3 separate regions of the Danio rerio genome follow, and all the other regions are linked to region 1. A link is a contact called in public HiChIP or PLAC-seq and Micro-C data. All regions are on one chromosome and are shown on one strand. The core of a region is the stretch at or near the end of the contact, and the rest is flanking DNA. Distances in the headings are between cores, read along the strand shown.

Region 1 (3,498 bases), core at 534-3,033:
AAGTGAGGAGAAGAGAAATCATTCCTTCATTTTCTTTTCGGCTTAGTCTCTTTAATAATCAGAGGTCACCACAGCGGAATGAACCGCCAACTTATCCAGCATATGTTTTATGCAGCAGATGCTCTTCCAGCCGCAACACAAGACTGTAAAACACCCATACACTCTCATTCACACACACGCACACACTACAGACAATTTAGTTTATCCAATTCACCTATAGCGCATGTCTGTGGGGGAACCCGGAGGAAACCCACGCCAACACGAGAGAAGAAAAACCATAATACGATTATTTCACAATATTAAAGAAAAAATAGTGGGTGGTAATTAAATTCCTTAATCTTTCAACCAAATTCAGAGGAAAATAAAAAAACTAAACAACAACAAAATATTATTATTATGTTTTTTTATATATATATTCAAATAGCTGAATTCTGACTGAAGAAAGTTGAATGTGCTGGTTAGTTTTTTGCCTAAGAAATGACAATAGAGTACAGTTTTTAATTTAAAACTTTAATGTAATAACTTTAATCTAATACATTTTTATTTTAAAAATAAGTATTTATTCATATTTCTTTATTCTAAATCCTTAGGAAATATTTTGGTACATTAAAAAGTGTGGTTATGATGACCATCTGACAAGATAATCCAGCTAAAATAGTGCTTAAAATGTCACTAAAATCTCATAAATAAATAGAAAATTAGGCCAATAACTGCAAAAAGGTTCACATTATGAGAAAAAAGAACCACTCCCTTACACCAGGCTGGTACAGCCCTGATAAATGACCTCGAATTAGTCATTTGAATGTTCCTTACAACAATTTCCATAAAGTCATTTATAGTCAGCAACAGAATAACTAAATATCCAGAACTTCTTAAAGGGCTTAATGTTAAAGTTTCTCATATAACTTAATACTAATATGATTTCCATATACACATTGGTATAAGTTTAAAATATCAAATATACTAAAACAAGAATTGATTATATTCTGACACTGTTGTATTATTATAGCACTAGTGTTCAATGATAATTGAGATTGAAGCAAGAATAGTTACTCGTCAGACTGACTGGAAAGGGCTTAATGTTAGTTTTTCATATCAGAAACCTTAATACTAATATGATTTCCATATAGTCATTCATTCATTTTCTTTTCAACTTAGTCACTTTATTAGTCTGGGGTCGCCACAGCGGAATGAACCACCAACTTTTCCAGCATGTTTTATGCAGCGGATGCCCTTCCAGCTGCAACCCATCACCGGGAAAGATTTCTATATATAAATTGTTATAACCGTTTTAAATATCTAATATGTTAAATCCAGAGCTTATTATTCTGACGCTGTTGTATTATTATAGCAGCAGAGTTCAATGATAATTCCCACGGAATGGAGAAAGACTCGTCAGACTGACCGGAAAGTCAGGTCTGACACAGGCTTACATTCAAAGAGGCTACAACAACACCTTCACACCCAGATCATTTCTTCTGAGGTCTCGTCCTAAACCGAAAACCAGCGGAACAAGAACGTCTGCCTTGCATCGATGTGCACGATTTTGTCCCGTGTGTTTGAGTGTTTCCGTCAGGTCGTGCGTCTATTTTAGTGTGAGTTCTACGTGAACTATTTATTATCAGAGCAGGGTGTGGCGCCACGGTCAGTGCGTGCTCTTGGCCAATTAGATCCGTTCCTGCGGCCGTTTTCAAGCCGGTAGGTGTGGTTGCTGTGACGACGCGGCTCTCCTGTCGACATCTTTCAGGAAATGAATTTAAAGAAATGAGAAATCCAGGAACTTGAGCTGAAACGAGTCACGGCGGGCAGATCTGAAGAGTCGACGAGGAAACTCTCTTAAAGCCAGTTTGAATGTTGGACACGGGGCGGCAAAGGAGATAACATGTTGATAAAGGAGTTGTAAGTATTTTAGTGAGATTTAGGTGTGCTGAAGTTTTCATTGTGCGCTGAACTTGGCTTTCAGGCGCGTGCTTGTTAACTTTCGCCGGCTGTTGACTAATGAAGGGGATTTATGTTTCAATTCTGGCTAATTAATGTTTATGTTTTTTCTTGGGAGAGTTCGTTTTTATCAAATTACGTTAGTTTGAATTAAGTTATGAACATTTATTTGGAATTATACTGTGTATATTTCAGTTAGTTCAAAAAGAGCCACATAATGGTTAGCAGACAGCAGTTACTTTGTTTTCTTTGGTCATTACTTTACATTTTGGTCATTTTTGGTCAATTTGCATTATTTGGTCATTGAAGTTACAAAACTTTACAAACCCAGGTACAATCAATGTGATTGTCACATGCTCAGTTCTGCCGGTCACGCGTCATAATGTACCGGTGTGCACCTCGCGTCATAATGCACTTTGAGACTTAAATTATTATACTGTTTTTTCACGTATTCAGGAATTAGATAATCCGCTAACCTTATTATGACAACAATATTTACATAACAAACGACTGGAATGTGTCCTGACTTGGTAAATATTGTATTAAACGTCATTATGTTGATGGTATGATGTCATGACAGCCATACTCGTCAAGTATCCCAAATCCAAATGGTTATGCAAGCTTAATGTGTGATTCCTCCCTGCTTTCAGTGTATATATTTAAGAAATAGGCTACTTTTGATGCGTCTCTAACATCATTTCTAGGATGGTAATTTTGTTAAAATCTTTTACATTGTTTTTTTTACAAAAGTCTTGTACATTTTTACATTGTTGTTTTAAAGTACAACATATGTTCTTACACAACTTTGGAAATTTCACATTCATGTAAAGAAATGTTTTAAAGCTAAGTCAAATTGTTAAGTTTCTATAATTCAACAATATGGCAGCACTTTAGACTAGGGCTGCACAATACATCATTTCAGCATCGATAGCGCAATGTGTGCATTCGCAATAGTCACATCGCAAAGTTGTGCAACGTTGAGTTGACTTTTCAATGTAATTTTTACATTTACATACACAAAACCATTATGCATGCACTGTTTATTTCACATTTATGCTTGTAGTTTATTTATTACATGTTATGCGTGATTCATTTACTCCCCTACAGAATAATCCCAGCCAATCTAAATTAATACATTTGGAAACACTCTAGGGACCAATTCTCACTATTAACTAGTTGTTTATTAGCATGGAAGTTAGGCTTGGGCGGTATCCAAATTTTGAGACCGTCAAACCGCCTCCATATTTTACCCCGGTATCCGGTATTACCGGCGTAATAAAAAAAATTATGACGTAAGGCTCAGACAGCGTCACCAAACTGTTGGCTTGAGCCTAAACCATTCAGAAACTGCATAACTTCTATGCAATCTTAGGCTCGCAGTCAGAGAGGAGAGGGAGAGAGAGAGGGAGAGAGAGAGAGCGCCAAGCGACGCACAACACCCCTCTCTCTCTCTCTCTATCTCTCTCTCTCTCTCTCTCTTACACACGCACACATCTCTCCCGCGATTTATTCAGAAGTTTACTCCCACACCGTAAGAAATCTGGTCGCGGAACAGCAGCG
Region 2 (3,779 bases), core at 452-2,951, 140 kb before region 1:
GCAGTCTATGCGCCAGGGGCTGGAGAACGCTGGATGATTATGAAACATTTTTTAACCCATATTCTATGTATATGAAATCAATTTAGTAAATTCAATTTAATATAGACAAAACATCTCCTCTTTGACACATTTATTACAAATATAAAGTAATACATGTATTATATATATATATATATATATATATATATATATATATATATATATATATATATATATATATATATATATATATATATATATCCCTTTGATTTTTTTTCTTTTTTAAAATATTTCCCAAATGATGTTTAATGGAGCAAAGAAATTTTGACAAAATGCATTATATAAATAAATATATTATAGCTAGCGTACCCACAGTCCAAAGTCATGCAGTATAGGTGAATTAAACAAACTAAATTGGCCATAGTGTATGTGAGTGTGTGGATGAGTGTGTACTGGTGTTTTCCAGTGTTGGGTTGCGGCTGGAAAAAATGTGCTGGATAAGTTAAAGTTCATTCCGCTGTGGCGACCCCTGATTAAAAGTGGACTAAGCCGAAAAGAAAATGAAGGAAGTAATGATTAGTGTAATGATTATGAAGTATGAAACTACTATTGCTACTACTATAATCATTGTTATTAATTTTATTATAACCATTAATAATAAATTGATTTTTATAGACCTACATATATGTAGTGACATAAGATATGTCCTCAGTGTAGGATTTATATATTAGAATAGTGTAGGATATATCTATAAGGGCTGCACGATATTGGGAAAAATCTAACATTGCAATATTTTTTTTATTTTGCGATATATTGCGATAAAAATACAATCCCACTAGATGAGTTGAATAAATTTTTGGAAAGAATTTATAATTTTAGATTGATTGGGATAAATCTGTAGGAGAATGCTTAACTATAAGAAACAATCTACAATTGTTTTCCGAGGAGTCGAACTGTATCAAGTATTATTTGCTATATATAATTCTGTTTGTTTATCTATTTTATATCAATTATTAATTAATTAACAGGGTGAGGCAGTGGCGCAGTAGGTAGTGCTGTCGCCTCACAGCAAGAAGGTCGCTGGGTCGCTGGGTCGCTGGTTCGAACCTCAGCTCAGATGGCGTTTCTGTGTGGAGTTTGCATGTTCTCCCTGCGTTCGCGTGGGTTTCCTCTGGGTACTCCGGTTTCCCCCATAGTCCAAAGACATGTGGTACAGGTGAATTGGATAGGCTAAATTATCTGTAGTGTATGAGTGTGTGTGTAAATGTGTGTGGATGTTTCCCAGAGATGGGTTGCGGCTGGAAGGGCATCCGCTGCGTAAAAACTAAGTTGGCGGTTCATTCCGCTGTGGTGACCCCGGATTAATAAAGGGACTGAGCTGACAAGAAAATGAATGAATGAATGAATTAATTAACAGTTCATATATGTGTAACCCTAAAGAGAATCAGAGGACAACATGTCTGGCTAAAGGTCAGCTGATTGTTCATGTCAAGATATTACAACCTGTCAGTAAACCTATAATAAGCTACATCCAACCCATCATACCTCCCTTCTTTCCCTCAAAAATGATATTTCCTTTTACCTGTCATCATCAAAACTCGCTCTTTTTTTAATATGCATCAGTAATGTGTATCTGCTTCAAGTGTGTGCAAGGGAAATGGAGTGAGGAAAGCTCCTCCGGTGTTTACCAGGGAATGTCGAGGACAGGATGCTGAAGGCGAGAGGAAGCCCTGACGGCAGACTCTCAGGGCAGCTCAGTGTCCGGATACTTTCATTACAGACCAGACCTGGACACCATTTACACATCTAACAGCCTAAACAGACTCTCTTTTTGGCAAGGGGTAAATACGACAACACCACACAACCTGGTTTGCTTCATGTTTCTGTCAGTAATAAACCATGTCCTCCCTCTTTCTCTTCTATCCAACAGAGCAGAAGCTGCAGTGAGGCGGATTGAAGCGCCTCTTCATTCACAGGCTGCTAGTGAGGAACGCCACTCGTACTAAGTCAAAGAAACACATCATGATGGAGCTGAAGATCCAGCTCATTCCCACAGGAGAAATCATTCTGCCTCCTGGGAAAAATGGAGAGTTTTACTGCCAAAGCTGCACAAAGGTAAGAGACTTTTTGACTGCAGAATTAACATAGAAACTTCTTTATTGTATCAGAATGGGATTTAAAACTCATTCATGAAAACAACACGTTCATAACAAATTGCTTTCTGTCAGGATGTTTTGTGTTGATCATAACTGTCCATCCCCTAAAATGAGGGCTTTTTAGTATTTTCCCTGATGTAAGCAAGATCTTTATTGTCAGCATATGTTTGTCTATAATAGAAGCAAACATCGCAAAATGAAATTGCAAGGTTTTGACTGGCTTTAAATGAGCCCACATGAAAAAGTACAGTAATTTATTGTAAATAAATACTAGTGTTTTGAACCATACTGTGGTAAAGTGTATTATACTGTGTGTATATATTATACTATTTACAACTCTTATGTTATTGAATGATACAGCATGCTGCTTTATTCAATATAGTGAACTGAGAAACTGTAATAGATATTGTACTACAGTATATGAAGAGTTTAGATGCAAAAACCTCTAAAAGCCATTTGATATTTTCTTCTAGCATCTTTCTCCAACTCTTGTGTGTTGGCTCTTTAATTTTACGTTCTTTGCATTGCCTTTTAAGTGAAATAACTGAACACAAACATACCGTAGGTGGCTGGGAAAGATTCTCATTTTAGGAGAAGTTTCAGATGGCATTTAGAGGTTTTTGCATCTGAACTCTTCATATATATTACAGAATATCTATAACTACAGTAAACCGGTGTATTGTAGTATAATATACCCCTATTTGTTGAGAATTTAGTGTATTGGGTACATTCTAAAAATGATGTGCAGTGTTGGGTCAAATAGGGATAAACTCAGAACTTGGTTATGTTTTTCCAATCAAACTTAATTAAACGATTAAAAAAGTTTGTCCATGTTTGACCCAACACTGTGTTAAAACAGCCCAGCATTTTATTGAGTCCTACCACAGCAAGTAAAGAACTACCCCAACAGATTCATTCAAGTACTAACATTATAGAATGTAGAAATTACTATAGTATTATGTGTCTTTTGTTTTCAACTATTTTCAATACACTTGAAATTCTGTAGTTATAAAATGTCAAATGGCTTTTGATATAGAGAATATAGTCAGTATTTTGTATCTCTGCAATGTTTTTCCTTCGACCACATCTTAATGTTGAGAAATTGGTCTGGATTGCTCCAGCACACTCCAAGGAATGTAGGGTGTATACTAAAATCTGTCTGTGTGTGCATGGAAAATGACCATTAACTCTGACAGAAGTTTAAATGTTTCTTATGGATTGCATAAAAGTTCCAAAGGAAATGCTCTGTTTGACTGTGAGTGTTACACCCGCTTCGTTCAAATATGCTCCATTTTTCTTCTTCGACTTGTTTTCTTTCCTTGGTTCATTTAGTGTCACTGGAATCTTGTTGATAAGAATCTGCTTTGCGTGTCTTTTCTAGTTTGAGAAACACTTGAGTTTAGTACCCATTTAATAGAGGTTAGAATGAAGTTCAGCTTGGATGAGGAAATGACACAGAAAATTCCGGAACGGCATACTTTTCCTGACTTTCTGGCAAGGTCGTGTCATCCTCGCTGGCTATGTTTGAGCTTGAGAGGGAGGTACACTAAAGGAATAGTTCACCTAAATAAATTCAAGTCTGTCATCATTTACTCACTCTCCACTTGCTCCAAACTTTATTGTTTATTGTTACTTTTTAATTTT
Region 3 (3,353 bases), core at 731-3,230, 190 kb after region 1:
GCACAATTGTTCAAGACAATAAGAAAAGCATGATCCAAAATTTACCTTAATTGTATTTACAGCACATTTCAGTATGAGGTCAAAATAACCCAGCTTCCATATTTAGCCTACATTAACATATAAGCATACACATATGTATTTACATTAACATATGAACAGTTGAAGTCAGAATTATTAACCCCGTTTATTTTTTTTTCTCCAATATCTGAGTAAAAAAAGAGACGATTTTTTTTTCAACACATTTCTAAACATAATAGTTTAAATAACAAATTTTTAATAACTGATTTATTTTATCTTTACCATGATGACAGTAAACAATATACGACTAGATATTTTTAAGACACTTCTATACAACTTAAAGTGACATTTAAAGGCTCAACTAGGTTAATTAGGCAATTGTATAACAGTTGCTTATTTTGAAGACTATTGAAAAAATATATAGCTTAAACTGCTAATAATTTTGACCTTAAAATGTTTTTTAGAAAATTAAGAACTGCTTTTATTCTAGCCGAAATAAAACAAATAAGACTTTCTCCAAAAGAAAAATAGTGTCAAGACATACCGTGAAAATTTCCTTGCTCTGTTAAACATAATTTTGGAAATATTTAAAAAATAAAAAAAAATTCAAAGGGGTTTATTAATTCTGATTTCCTCTGTATTCACATTTCCATTGTAGAATCAGAAATTTGTAATAACCTGTATGTGCTTTAAATGAAATCAATTCTATGTTATATATCGTTTTGTTTTATTATTATTTGTTTTACATTGATAATTTCATTTATGGCCATAAAATCAATTATAAATCTTAGTTATTCATTTATTTGATTCATATTTTTTATTCATTTATGTTTTCGTTATTCATTATATTAATCCTTTATTGATTTGATTTCTTTATTTTAGATATTTATTATTACCTGTTCTTATTGTTTAGTCTTAAAGTGATGGTTTCATGAAATGTTTCTCTCCACTGATATGAGGGCCTGTATCAAATTTAAGGTCTGTATAACAACATTGCTAAATTTGTGCTGTTCAGATGAAGTATAACAGCGCACTGAAACACATGCAACTAAGATTATTCAATAAACACTGCTCATTTCTTATCATCACTTCGTCTCCTGCTTCTGCTCTTCTCTGGCTTCTGTACACAGTCAACTCCTATATTTACAGTACACTGTTTGAATACTGGTTAACAGGTTTGAATATTGGAAACTCTGCTGACTTGTTGTCTAGATACCTGAAGAAGATTCAGGCAACATCATGGCGTCTGGGGCTGGATCTTATTTATCTGCCGTGGAAAGTGTGATCTCATCTAACACCACGAAAAAACTGGAAAAACTGTGCAAACTGTGATTTGTTGGGATGTCACTATGTTTTAAACCATTATCAGACTGAGGAGTAAATGTTGTTCTGATATTTACGGTTTAACAGTTTATTGTTGTTGTGGGTCCAACACAGAGATCCATGTAGTTATTATTAATTTGTGTCATCATCATCATCATAAGTCATGATATTCTGTTAGCGGTCAATGAGAGCTGCTCTTCGCTTCTCCTCCTCCTCAAGCAGCGCGTAACGGCGCCCGGTGGAGTGTAAACAACAGCAGCGAGGACGATAATCACAACGATGATCAACAAACTCAATCCTACAGTCAGACCTGTGGAGAAATTCACTCTTTTAATGCTTTAGGTAACTTTAAACAACTATAGAAATGAGTAAATTGAATATATTTAAGTTACTAAGACGTCAGCAGTCACGAGAAAGACAAATGACAAAGGATGTACTAACGTTACTATATGTCATAAAGCGTCACTGCAAAAGTTAAAAGGTTTCTTAAACAATTAAAACACATTTCATTACCCATGTGCTGTTGTCCTATGACATTTGCAAGTTGGTCCATGATATTTTAGGTGATTTCCTCCCACACTTTGATGGATTCAGGAACTCTCTTGTCCTGAAGAAGACTCGCGTCCCTTCCTGTTGTTCGTCACGTGACCACTAAAGTTAGCACTTTTTGAAAAACGGTCAAATAGGGCAAGATAATAAAACTAGACGAAAACATGCACAACTCTATTTATTTCATTAAGTTTGCTACCAATGCTTCAATATTATAATTACTTCTGTTGTAAACCCAATCTGCAGAAGTGGCCGATAGATGGCAGCACTGGGCGAATTATGAATGAGCGAATGGGTTTGATGTCCTGTTACTCATAAGACATTTTATTGCCTTTGACTCATATTTTATTGGCTTACACCCTTTATGTTGGGTATTTATAGGTCCAAACTGGGTTATTTAATCAACTTCAGCCTCCCTCACTTCTGACTAATTTAAACAAATAAATGAACTTTTTTTTAAACTTATTATTAATTATGATGTTTGAGTCTTTAAAAGAGACAGATATACACACTGGATTGAAAAAACCGTAGCCAGCCTGGTGAAAGCAGTGGTTATTTTATTTTTATATTTTAAAGTGAACCATTTTGCAGCTTTATGCCTTATTTTCTATTTAATTATGAGATTTAAATACTGCACTTTAGTCACATCTTAAGCAATATTTTTAGCTGGATTAGCTTGTCAGATAGTCATCAAACCACGCTTTTCAATATACCAAAAATATTTCCTAAAAGTTTATAATGAAAAAGTTCTTGATAATAAAACAATACTTATTTACATGATATAGAAACAAATGAATCTGTTGAGGTTTTAAATTGCAGTCTGCCATTTATTAGGCAAATAACAAACTGGCCAGCACATTCAACTTTCCTCAGTCAGAATTTAGCTATTTGATTAAAAAAATAATTAAAATAATAATAATAATAATAATAATAATAATGTGGAGCTTTTACAATTTAGCCTCTCTTGTAAAATAAAAAAAGTACATTTGAAAATTCATATATAACAACAATATCGTTAGTCAAAATATCATTTTCAATATGGTCCAAGTTTGGTGCTTCACACCTTATTGCTCATTTTTATTTAAAAAATAAGGTCCAAGATGGAATAACTTACCTGTATTTATTTTTTAAAACAATACAGTGATGAAAGATGACTTTTCTTATGGCAGATTGTAAAATATTTGTTAGCATTGCATTGGCCAAAACTGATGAGCTGAAGTCCCACCGAAGCAACAGCCAGCAGAGGATTCCGAGGTTCGCTTTTTGCAATGGGTTATTTTCACTCTTTATGATGGCATAGCAGTCAAAATAAGACAAATGATCTCATGTATGGTACAAATTCTGCACCTTTGTCAGTCCCCCCGTGGCTACAGGGCTATCGCCAATGTAAAATAATTGAGTTGCTAATGAAGTAGGCGGAGTTCACGGTTGACAGAAAGAGCGCGAAAAAGAAAGGTCATTGA

Evidence for each region. Hi-C and Micro-C count contacts between places; a contact is called where the count stands out from the background. HiChIP or PLAC-seq counts read pairs in DNA pulled down with a chosen protein or histone mark.
Region 2: a Micro-C map of caudal fin shows a contact between it and region 1, with 3 times the contacts expected there. The contact joins the promoter of myo1cb here to the promoter of pitpnaa in region 1. A contact is called at or near these places in 3 of 18 Hi-C or Micro-C datasets (caudal fin, hematopoietic stem cells and an unstated tissue).
Region 3: a contact with region 1 is called in an H3K4me3 HiChIP or PLAC-seq map of embryo, with 3 times the contacts expected there. The contact joins the promoter of si:ch211-225b7.5 here to the promoter of pitpnaa in region 1. A contact is called at or near these places in 1 of 18 Hi-C or Micro-C datasets (an unstated tissue) and 1 of 4 datasets of contacts at active chromatin or transcription factors (embryo).

Annotation. Positions count from the first base shown.
Region 1 is chr15:30,915,485-30,918,982 of GRCz12tu, forward strand. It overlaps pitpnaa (phosphatidylinositol transfer protein, alpha a), which reads left to right and starts at 1,784. Exons shown (of 12, transcript NM_200935.1): 1 at 1,784-1,899. The coding sequence starts at 1,883.
Region 2 is chr15:30,772,629-30,776,407 of GRCz12tu, forward strand. It overlaps myo1cb (myosin Ic, paralog b), which reads left to right and starts at 1,702. Exons shown (of 32, transcript NM_001317189.1): 1 at 1,702-1,820; 2 at 1,910-2,094. The coding sequence starts at 2,002.
Region 3 is chr15:31,101,499-31,104,851 of GRCz12tu, forward strand. It overlaps si:ch211-225b7.5 (a long non-coding RNA gene), which reads right to left and starts at 1,981. Exons shown (of 2, transcript NR_170079.1): 1 at 1,855-1,981; 2 at 1-1,651.